2 separate regions of the Lactuca sativa genome follow, and region 2 is linked to region 1. The links are chromatin contacts, called in public Hi-C maps. All regions are on one chromosome and are shown on one strand. Each heading gives the region's core, a stretch centred on a gene start, on an enhancer-like site or on the middle of the called end of the contact. The rest is flanking DNA. Distances are from core to core; before and after follow the strand shown. Region 1 holds the start of LOC111909947 (glucuronokinase 1). Region 2 holds the start of LOC111884274.

Region 1 (6,298 bases), core at 3,460-5,959:
ATCCATAACGGTGATTAGTTACATGGTCTTTCTAGATGTCGTGTGACAAGTGGTTGGCGTGCACCCCGGTGTACGAGAGTTGGAGTAGTGTTGGAGTTATGGTGTGGTCGGATAAAGCATCACATGGGAATCGGGAGTCATATTGATAGAGTTGACACTGTTTGTACCGATCCTGAACGACACCATGAAGTACTTGTACTTTGCAGGTCGGAGTAGCGAAAGTGGAAGTCTTGGGGTTGGTGAATTTGGGTGGAAGTAATGAGTCACTTAGAGCAATAAACTAGTTGAGCACAAGAGTAGTGAACGAGGTTAAGTTGTTGGGTAGTCTGTCATTAAGAAACCCCAAAGTAGATAATCGGTTCAAAGGTGCTTATATGCAATAATTATCTGAAATGAACTTGTATATGATAATCAGTTAAAAGAAATTATGTCCAATAAAGGGTGAACTGAATTATATGTAATATTTGGTTGAATTAAGTTGATAAATATAATTAGATGAATTGAAATTAAGATGTATGGTGAACTGATGTCAGTGACCTGATTTTACGAAAGGTAAGAAACTGCCACTAAACACACGTCTACTTTTCCATGGCTCGTGAAACTTTTTATTAGAGAAAACATGACCCGTGGAAAATCAACAAAGTAGAATGCTCAAACTGATCAAAGCTTCAAATTACATTGATGGTATGAATTCAAATACACGGCCTGTGGAAAGTCGTGCTTTAATTTCCACGGTCGTGGAAGTCCCTGGATGGCTACATTCTTCAAATTTTCCATAGCTTCCTCCTTGATACTCCGATGGTCATGAAATATTGTATGCATCGTCTAATCACCTCCCGTAGCGAGATCTCACCTCCAAAAGTCCCTAAAATATCACATAAGTGAGCTAGTGAAATAATATCATGAATGTCCCAAAAAACATGAAAAATGCATGAGTTTAAGCCTAAATGAAATGCAATAATATGAAATAAAAGTGCAAAATAGGAGCATAAAATGCTGAATTTAAATGCCCAAGAATCATTATTGAGTGATATTTCTAATAACATATGATCCTATAGGGTCACACATTTATCAAGTTGGCACATTTTGTATATTTATTATCAATATGATTATTAATAAATAATATCAATTCTTGTATTTAATTGGAGAATACTTATTGGTTTGTGAAAATAACAATTAACAAAGAGTATAACTAGTTACTATATCATATAATATGACTTAATAAGTCATGTACAAAGTATTGGACGCTTTGGTCAACCATGATCAAGTTAATAAGTTAACATACCATGGTTAATAAAATAGCTACATATTTTTTGTCCTCTTGGAGGACATGGCTGAAAGTTCTTAGAGTATGGGAGGTTGCTTGTCAACCTCTCTCCTTTGCTCCCCATGGTTCTAAAAGGCTACCAATAATTTAGTACTTATTTGAGTTAAGTACTTAAAGGATTGAGACACTCAAGAATATAAGAAGAAAATAGCATTCTAAGTGTCTTAATCTTGATGGTGGATACTTGTATAGAAAATCATACTTTTTGAGTTGTCTATCTTCATCAACACCACAAATTCAAGTGTTCTCAAATGGCTTCAAAGGTTGTCATTATAAAACACTCTTTGGTTATTTCTTTAATATCATTCTAACCTCTATAATGGATCCTAGATTGTTTGGTTTTGTTATAAACTCAAAAATAAACTTGTTATTTAAAAGCTTCCATTGCGTTTTTTTGTGAAAAACTAATTATATTTTGTATCAAAACTCATCATAAAATGCACCTAACAAAAACACCATAAGTCTTAAAAAATTTGGTTGAACAAATATTATATTTGTATATTTAGGAAGGGTATATATGGAATTCTCAAAGAAAAAAATAGTAAATTGCAAAATTGGCCCCTGTGGTTTACCAAAAAGTGCAGTTTCAAGCCAATTTTTTTTCACGTACGGATGGTCCAAAACTTAAACTTTGATGTAGAATTGGTTCCTTGACTTAAATGGCCATCTAAAACATATGTTAAGTCTAAGGTCTCGTTAAAAGTTAGGGGCATTTCGTCTTTTTAGTTATTTTATTTATTTATTTATTTATTTCCTAGTCCATCTATATCCTCTCCGTCTCTACCTCCATCCTTTTCTATGTTTGCATCCCTTACCTCTCTCTCCCTAAAATCTGGATAGAAGGTCTAGTATAGGGATGGTGATGTTGGTTCTTTTTGTACATGAAGGTGGTGATATCCGACTATGAAAAAGGATAATAGTGGTGGGGTATGGTTGGGATGATGACAAGTGTAGGATTTTTAGGTATGGTGGTCGATGATAGTCTTTATGGTGATAGAGAAGACAAAGATAGGCCACCACCCAACACTTGAACTCTCTATGTGATGATTTCTTGCTTTAAATCGTTAATCTCCATTTACAATATATGTCGATTGGAATGTCGATTTGGAGCTGGATGCGAATAACTTGGAGATAGACTTTGGTTTAGGGTTAAGTTTTCCTATTTAAGTTGATGATAATCGTAACGGTGGTGACGATAGTTTAAGGGTTATGCTTGTTGATTATGTTGATGATTTCATCGTACCAAAGAGAAGAACGGAAGGAGAGTAAGTAGATCCCCAAATAGAAGATATAAATCACCAAATCCTATCTTCGGTGAGGGTAAATTTGTGGATCTAAAAATTGAATATATATCGGTATCACTGTGTTCATCTCCTACAACAACCATAATATCTAGAAACCCCATATGGAGGTGGAACTAGAAAGGCAGGTGGAGTCATTGGCGAGTCTATGTGTATAGAAGGTGGGTCACTTGACCCACCTTTTTTCCCATCTTTTATAAGAGATTATAAATAATTATAAATTGTGACTCATCTTAAAAACTTCGAGTGAACCACCTAAATGTTTTTGGCAACAAAATATATATAAATCAAAATTTCAAAAGCTCACATTTTATGTTTTAATAGGCACCGAAGTCATTTAAGGTATAATCCAATAAAAAAAATATTCCAATACAAGTTAAAGATAATAAGATAAATACAAGAAAAAAGAAAAAAAAACAAACAATAAAAAAAATTTGTTCTCAACACGTCGTTCTTCTCCTGCTTCAAGGTATACGTTGATACCGTGATACACAATTACACAAATCGAAAATTCCTCGCCGTCCGTCGGCCCTGACCCCACAACTAATATCAAGATACAAGACCTCATTTAATACAATTATAAATACTTGAAATTTCTTTTTTGGTTATACAACCCGACCCGAACTTGCAACTAGTATTTTTTTTACCATTTTTTTCGGTTTCACTTAAATAGTGAACCACATGATTTTACGTTCTAGACTCGCCACTGTGGAGTTGCAGAGCTTGTTGATAAGAAAATGGTTGCAATTGAGATTCGGGTGGAAGCCTTGAAGGCAATCAAAAGAGAGAGATATTGATGAAATTTGACGACCTAGTGTTAGTCTTCAAACGAAGACAACGATGTAATTAATGGATGGTGAAGCTTCCAAAGATGAATAGGCTTATCGAAGATGAAGGGTGGAGATATGCTGAGGTAGGGGTGAGCGCGGTGCGGTGCGGTTATTAGCCAAAACATCACCACTAACCGCAAATGCGGTTAATCAATTTTCAAAACCGTTTGGAGCGGTTAGGCGGTTATTTTTGTAGTGCGGTTTTGTTTTTTCTGTGTTGCGGTTATTAACCGCATGGATTTGGTGCGGTTATTTTGTGTGATTTTTAACCACAGTTTAGAGCTCAAACGGTTTTAAGAGTTCAAATATATTATGTGTAATAAAAAACCATAACGTATAAGACAATTAACTTAAATCACAAATAATTAATATCTTAAAAACGTCAAATCAATAGTAATTAACAATAAATTTCTTAAAATTGTTTCACCATTTTTCAAAGTTAAAAAAAAAAAAAAAAAAAAAAAAAAAAAAAACAACAACAACAACAACACTTTTGTCTTCTAGTATTTTATTCAACTTTCATTCATCAAACTTGTCTTATTTTTTATATTTAACATATAAATAATTAATAAAAAAGTTGAGTATAATATATGCGGTGCGGTGCGGTTTTTTGCGGTTTTTTAAAATTAATAACCGCACCGCACCACAAATTTGCGGTTTTTGAAAAACAGAAAACTACACCATCGGTTTTTATTGCGGTTGTGGTTTTTATGTGGTTTTTGCGGTTAATTTTAGTTGCAGTGCGGTTTTTGCTCACCCTTATGCTAAGGTCTGAGGATAGAGAGTATGTGTGTGCCATCGTCTCCATCTCCCTCGTTCTTTTCCGGATTACAAGTATGTATTCATTCTTATATTTGAAACCAAATCCCAAATAAAATCAAGAATCACGACTGTTTTGTTTCACGAGTTTCAAAAGTGGAACTAAGAGGTGGGTTTTCTGAGGCAGAGAGATATGAAGGAGGGTAAATGCGAAGACGATTGGTGAAGGCTTCTGAGGGTGGTGTTGATGGCAAAAGGTTGGTGGTGATGAGAGAGAGAGAGATTAATAAAAACAATAAATAATAGTATAATTTGAGAAAACTTATAAAATAATAAATATACCCTCACATGATAAGCATGTAACCAACTTAACCGATGAAAGATAAATACAATTAAGTCGAAGGACCAATTAAGTCGAAAGACCAATTCTAAGTGTGACCATAACTTTTTTGGTAAACCTAAATGACCAATTTTGCAATTTACTCCAAAAAAAAAAAAGTGAAAAATAAGCGAACGCATGGTGGGCGATATCGAAACTACGACGGTTATGTCACGAAATCAAGAATCCTTGTAGGCTCCTTGTAGGTTCCAGACGGAGAGAGAGGGGATGACAGATGCATGTATATCCATCTATCCGTTGAGATAGATACATCTTTGATTTCAACAAATTTCGCTACTGAAAATCACTTCAAATTGTGCGAAGATTTTGACAAACAGAAGAAGTAAAAATCAAAATGGAAGGAAATGGAGCACCACCACCACCATCGGCGGCGATAATCGAGCACAAGGCGTATGCTCGAATTGGACTCCTCGGTAATCCCAGCGACGTGTATTACGGACGTACGATCTCCTTAAACATCTCCAATTTTTGGGCTTCTGTTCGTTTGGAACCATCTTCAGATCTCGTCATCGTCCCTCACCCAACTCACGATCTCGTTAAATTCACTTCACTCTCTCACTTGGTACTCCTCAATTCGCTTTCCGCTTCTTCTTAATTGCATCGTTTATCCTTTGATTCCTGATCTATTATTTTACGATCCATTTCCCTATCTCACTCGCCATTTTTCATGTTAATTACGTTTTCGGACTTTCGAACTTTGTGGTTCTCGATCTGTGTTGTTGTATTTTAATTCGATTCGGTGATGAATATAAACGACGGATTTGATGTACTTCAATGTTGCTAAGATTGAGAACAGTGAATCGATGCTTCTCGAAATTATACTGTTGGTGCATTTTAACTTGTAGGAGTCAAATCCAATGAAAGTTCTCATCTATTTTTTACAAGTATAGAATTTCAGAAGTTGAATTTTAACGAATTTCATATTCCGTATTCAATTCGGAAGGTACTCTGCTTGATCCAAAAGGTCAAAATGTAGGCTGTTTTCTGCCATTAAACTGTAGTTACACTTACATCATTCAATTCGATCTGCTATATTTTGTTCTTACTCCTGAAATGAAATTCCTACTGAGAACTAGAATCGTATTCTCACACATTTGTGTTACAGACAAATCGATTGGAGAATGAAGGTTACTATGGAGGTGTACGCCTCCTCATGGCAACTTGTAAAATCTTTACCAAATACTGCAAAGAACAGGGGATCGATCTTCACAACAACAACTTTTCTATTTCATATGAAACCAACATCCCTCGTCAGGTAAATCTTTCAAGTTTCAACCATTTCTGTTATCTCTTCTTCATTGTATATCCAATGATCCTTGATCCCAAATCTCGTGTTATCATTTTGGAAATTCTATCTTACCCTTTTCATCTCTCAGACAGGGTTATCTGGTTCTAGTGCCATTGTATGTGCTGCCTTTAGCTGTCTTCTTGACTTCTACAATGTCAGAGACAAAATAGGAGTGGAGATTAGACCTCAACTTATCCTCAATGCAGAAAAAGAACTTGGAATTGTTGCAGGTTTACAAGACAGAGTAGCTCAAGTTTATGGAGGCCTTGTATACATGGTATTTGACATAAATAATATAGTTTTTCTTATAGTTTTTAAAGTATAATAATATAATGAAATCTATTTGCAGGATTTTGATAAGGAGAAGATGGATAAATATGGGCATGGAAATTA
Region 2 (6,547 bases), core at 2,788-5,287, 400 kb before region 1:
TTATTGAGCAAATATCATCACATACAATGGAATATAGCTGGACCACCAATAATTTCTCTTTGGGCCGCTCTACACTAAGTTCAATCATACTTTAACCCATCCGGATTATAGCCCGGTTTCCTAGTATAACATGTGGCCTTTTAGTTTGGTTTTCTAGGTTTCCTAAAGAGTAAATTACAGGAATGGTCCCTATGGTTTGGGGTAATTTGTACGTTTGGTTCTTAGCTTGTTTTTTTAACTTGGAAGGTCCTTATTATTTGTTTTTGTTGCGCGTCTGGTCTCTGTCTTATCTAAAAAGACTATTTTGCCCTTAATTTTTTAATTTATTCAAATAAACACACCCCAACCCCACTTCCACATCACCTTACCTTATCTTATCTACCCCATCTTATTTAAATAAATTAAAAAATCAAAGGCAAAATAGTCTTTTTAAATAAGACAGAGACCAACGTGCAACAAAAACAAACTGTAGGGACCTTCCAAGTTAAAAAAATAAATTAGCGACCAAACGTACATATTACCCCAAACTTTAGGGACCATTCGTGTAATTTACTCTTTCCTAAATTTAAAACCAGATGTGTATAAAATCTAAGGTTTGGCTTTTAGATGTTTAACTTTGTTTTGTTTTGGTCAAATGTTTTTTTTACTTATGCTAGGCATGTTGGATGCTATATCCACATCATATTTAAAAGCCGTATTAAATAATATTAAAATCAGAAATCAGACAAAAAATTAGTTGTGTGGTGAGAAAAAAAAAAAAAAAAAAGACTTCTTTGAGTCTTTCCTAAGTCCACCATCCATGAGATAGAAAAGGTGCCCTTTTTTCCATAAACCCATTTGGAAAATCCCACAAAGAACCGGTCTTTTATTTATCATTATCTATACACATAGCTTTCAATCATCACCCACATACAAGTTGACTTGAAACAACATGCATACCACTAAAAATTCATCCAGAAAAAAAATTCCACAACTTGTAAGGTACAAGTAACACCAACACATTTTTGTTCAATATCATGTACCACCTCCACTGCATTGGTTACAACAGCCGAAAGCATACGAGACATGTTACTATCCTAGTAACCTAATCCCTTCTTAGTTCGCCCATTTTGTCCTACCCAAAAGTATCATATATGAAATAAATCAAATACACAACAATTATCCAAAAAAAAAAACATTACCATTTCGATTACATTAGATATAACACCTTAAAGCATATGAAACCTGATTTCTAGATACACATCAGATACACAATAATCTGCTAGATTAGAAACAATGATATAAATAAATCAAGTACACAACAATTATCCAAAATAACATTATCATTTCGACTACATAAGGTACAACACCTTAGAGCATATAAAACCTGAGTTTCAAATACATATCAGATACACAACAATCTGCTAATTACGAACAATAATATAAATAAATCAAATACACAACAATTATCCAAAATAAAATTACTATTTCGACTACATAAAGTACAACACCTTAAAGCATATGAAACCTGAGTTTCAGATACATAACAATCTTTCGACTACATAAAGTACAACACCTTAAAGCATATGAAACCTGAGTTTCAGATACACAACAATCTTTCGACTACATAAAATACAACACCTTAAAGCATATGAAACCCTGAGTTTCAAATACACAACAATATGCTAGATTACTAACAATGACATAAATAAATCAAGTACACAACAATTATCCAAAATAACATTACCATTTCGACTACATAAGGTACAACACTTTAAAGCATATGAAACCTGAGTTTCAAATACAGATAACACAACAGTCTGCTACACAACGAACAATGACATAAGAAACCGATATATATATATATATATATATATATATATATATATATATATATATATATATATATATATATATATATATATATATTTATTTGATTTGTAACGGTAGTATATGAAGCCCACCAGAGGGTCTCCGATAGAAAGACGTCATTTGAAGGAAAATAATGGTAAAAGTCCAAAGATTTTGAAAGCAATAAAGGTACGATGTTGAATTTTTAAGAACTTTGGGTGATTACAATGTATATATAATACAAAATTACATAGTATGATGTGGTTAGGTACCTAAGCTTATATAAGGTTGTTAGGTATATTCACTTTATATATATATATATATATATATATATATATATATATATATATATATATATATATATATATATATATATATATATATATCAATTGTAAATCTCAAATGCTAACAAACCCTTTATGAGCAAAAGATATTGATGCTATTGAAACAATAATTCGATCTACAAATCAAATATTATATAACGTCTTTGCGTTCTGATGAAACAATACCGGAAAGCGGGGAAAAAATATACAACTAAATCTCCCCAAATGGTTTAAAAAAAAAAAGACTATGTATCATTAAAACCCTTAAATCTAGAAAAAAAATACACTAATATTATCCTGAAACAGCTTCACGAACACAATTCCCAGGCAAAAGATACTTGTACTTATCGGCATGATTCAATAGATAAGAAGGAAGGTGAACACCCGAATAAGAATGAGGGATCCGACCCATTTTTGAGATAATATCCCTGAAAGTGTACTCCTCAGGAAGCATATCGTACAAGTCATCCCCATTGCAAATCACATTCTGAATTCTTCTCGGATCAAGAAAGTGCGAAAATCTCACTCGATCTGTATGGCTATACGCTTTCATCTTGAACACAAAATCACTGATTTTTCTGAAGCAAAAGCTACAATGCCACCCTGAATCCGCTAACAAGAAGTCTGTTTGTCTGTAATGAACGTATCTCGTTTTCCCCTTTTGATATTGGTGAACGGAGGCCCTCCAGCTGTCATGATCGACGTTGAATTCGAAGGAATACAAGTAATTGTTCAAGTTCAGATGAATCACCGGCGGAGGTCCGTCGCACCATCGCAAAAGATCGATGGTATGAGCACTCGGGATTTCATCGACGTCCGACATTATCAACAAATCACCATCTTCAATTCCGGCGATTCTGAGAAGATGATCGAGTGCCACTCGTTGATAAGCTTCTTCGATAAACGGATTTTCCCCCTTTCTAAATCGTCCGCCGATTGTCCCGTAGGTTAATCTAGTTTCAATGAAATCGAATTTTTCTCGATTGATGGCGAAATAGTGGGGTTTCGGGATGCTTGTGAAGGTGGAATTCGTTTCGAGAAGAACAAATTGAGTGATGTAAGGGTGGAGTTCTTTCCATCTGATTTTAAGCATGTCGACCTCGTTGTTGAAGAGAACAGCGTCGTATACTTTCCGGGGGTAATCACGGACTTCCCAACCATGGAGTTTGCAGAGCGACGCTATTGAAATGTTTTCATGATAGTAATGAGGAATGTGAACGAAAGGTTTTGGAGGAGATTGCCATAAAGGTCTCAAAAAGTAGGTTACTTTTTGTCCATGGAAGTAAATACCCACGAAACCAACTGGTATCACTATAAATAATACAAGAAGCGTCCGTAGATCCAGGGTTTGCATCATGCAACGAATTCGATCCATTCTGCTTACCTCCTGAAAATCCCAATTAACAAATCAATCAAAACCCCCAAAATCGAAACAAATTGAGATGAAATCGACGAAGATTAAACAAACCTGACTACAGACGTTGTCCCAATGGTCATCCGTCTTCTTATTGGAAGATGAATAACCATCAGGCATTACGAGGGCTCAAATCAAACAATCGGAGGATTAGGAAAAGTTGATTTGAGCCCTCTAAGAGGGCTAATTCTTTCTTCTCTTTTGCTGTAGAAATCAGCAGAAAACCTGATCAAATGCCTGCGTTTGTGGGCACATATGCGAAATTTTGAATTGAAAAAGTGGATTAGTGGAAAGTGTTGTGGTTAGTATAATAACGAAGTGAAGTGTCCTGAAAATCCGACCAAAATTTCAGGGGCTCGTGCTACGATAATGCTTTCAATTCGAGCCTCTAAATTATAGCCGTTTGCTCTAATCAATGGTTGTTTACTATAGAGAAAAATAGATACAGAATGTGTGTATATATAGTACGTATATGAGTATATGCTATATAGATCCAGACTGTGTGTTGACCAATAAAAATGAAAGATTAGCCCGTCAAACACTCTTGTTTCTTTTTGGAGATTAAATAAAGGTAATTAAAGAAGAAAGATTTTTAATTTTTTTTTTTCCTCATGGAGAAAGTGATATGATAAGGTATCTTCCAAAAAAAAAAGGTAGCTGAAAATTTCAATATCTTATCTAATTTTTATTTTATATAAAATTGTTTGGTAAAATTTAGGCGCACGTATGAATCGGTTTGGGTCGGTTTCGATGTAAAACCAAATTAAAATCAACATCAGTTTTTAAATAATTTCTTTTCAAATAATTTAAAATTGAAGCGAACCCAAATCAAAGTCCATCGGTTTGATTTCTCGGTTTAAACCTGTACCCAATTGGAATCCCGTGTAACGCTACTGAAAGATGATAAATTATTTTATAAAGATATGGAGGATGGATGTTTTCTTACTTTGGACGATATTGGATGCATACCCCCATATGTATTAACCATTGAACTATGCATTTGTTTTGGTTATATTTAACGGGAATAGGTGAATATATGTATACATATAATTACACAATAAACATATATATAACACCATCTGTTATACCCACCACTAACCACTTTAATGGTGAATGTCGTATCATTACCACACACAACCACTAAAAGGTTGGTATACCCACAACTATAACTAGGGATGAGCATATGACCCGTTGGACCGGACCGGACCGGAAAAAAATCGGGACCGGACCGGATATTCAGATTAGTGGGCCGGTTTTCGAGTTTTGTTTTTACCACTATTCGGACTTCGGGTTTGGACCGGACCGTACCCGGAATACGGGATTTAACCCGGACCGGACCGGAAAACTTTTTCACCTTAATTCCTTTTGTAGATATTTTAGAATATATAAATAATAATATTGACTTATTAGTTAATGCTATAAAGCTTTTATTGAAATATAAATTATTTCTACAAAAAAGAATGTATCTAATGTGATTGCGTATTAAAATTAAGTACCACATGTCTCACCAAATTGAATATTCTGTAATGTATCTATCGTAGTATTATTTACTAGTTTATAACCTGTGGAAACCACGGTTAATTCAAAATTATTAATCAATTATTTATATAAAATTTTAAATACATTATTAATTAAGAGATTTTTTTATTAGTTATGTAAAATTATAATTATTGATTCAAATAAATATGTGTAATTAATTTATCATATATATTAGACTCTTTTTATTTGTGAACTAATGAAAACAATAATATAAAATTTAAAATTTAAAATAAAGAATAAATAGATTGACAAATAACGTCACATTAATTAGGAGTTTTAATGAATTTAAAATGAAGAATTAATAGAATGACAAGTGGCATCATATTAATTAGAAGTTCTAATATTATGACACTTGGCAAAAGGACTACTCTTTTATTAGTATAGAGAATTTGATTTTTTTTTTCTAAAAAACATGAACATTTATTTACTATTAGTGTTTTTAGAAATTGTGAGGCTCGTCCATACGAGCGACAACTAAAAAAAAACCTTTGTGCGGCTCTTCCATAGTTCACGGCAGTGACAATTATTTTTTGGGTTTGGCCCTCCAACTCTCCATCGCATTCCACCGTTACAAAAAAAACGGTCAAATTCGGTCCAAAACCCGAAAGCCGGTTTAATACTTGGAACCAGATCGGACCGAACCCGGACCCGATACACACAAAAACGGTCCGGTTTTTGGGTAAGGTAATTCACGATTTTCGGTCTTCGGGTTTTCGATCTTTGGGCTGGTCCGGTCCGAGTCTTGCCCGTTGCTCATCCCTAACTATAACCCTCTTATTTTTTAATTTTTAAATAATATAATATATATATATATATATATATATATATATATATATATATATATATATATATATATATTGTAGAGAGAGATAAAGAAAGTTAAAGAGAGATAGAGAGAGAAATAAAAATATTGGACGTTGGCTTCCGTTATGTGCACCACAATCCACCACTACCACTAGTTACCACTAAGTAGTGGAATGATGTGCACTATAATGGTTAGTGGCCACATATACCACAGAGGGGCTCGTTCTTGATATACCAGATGACCATTGATAACAAGAATCGAACGTAAGAGATGTATATCTGTCACATTTTTTTCTGAAGTAATAAGAAGTAAGTTAAATATTTATTTAAAAAAAAGACAATGTCCTATTATAACATCCCTTCTTAGGTTCGATGGTGAGGTAATATGGTTTTTTCTTAAGTAATAAGAAGTAAATTAAGTATTTATTTAAAGAAAAAACAATGTCCTATTATAGCATCCCTTCTTAGGTTCGATGGTGAGGTGATATGACACTACATGAGGTCGTCGAACACTACACTATAAGATGGTGTGACTTATGTGACAAGTGGTAAGCCCCCACCCTATTTATTTTTGTTTTTTTTTTTTATTATTTATTTATTTTTTTTAATTTTAATGTTTTTAACATTGATAAAACCG

The links. A called contact is a pair of places that touch in the nucleus more often than the background predicts.
Region 2: a Hi-C map of leaf shows a contact between it and region 1, with 9 times the contacts expected there. The contact joins the promoter of LOC111884274 here to the promoter of LOC111909947 in region 1. A contact is called at or near these places in 2 of 4 Hi-C or Micro-C datasets (both in leaf).

Annotation. Positions count from the first base shown.
Region 1 is chr3:179,304,176-179,310,473 of Lsat_Salinas_v11, reverse strand. It overlaps LOC111909947 (glucuronokinase 1), which reads left to right and starts at 4,709. Exons shown (of 6, transcript XM_023905737.3): 1 at 4,709-5,179; 2 at 5,723-5,872; 3 at 5,994-6,182; 4 at 6,255-6,298. The coding sequence starts at 4,952.
Region 2 is chr3:179,698,501-179,705,047 of Lsat_Salinas_v11, reverse strand. LOC111884274 reads right to left here and starts at 4,037. Exons shown (of 2, transcript XM_023880590.3): 1 at 3,622-4,037; 2 at 2,285-3,540. The coding sequence starts at 3,687. The coding sequence ends at 2,446.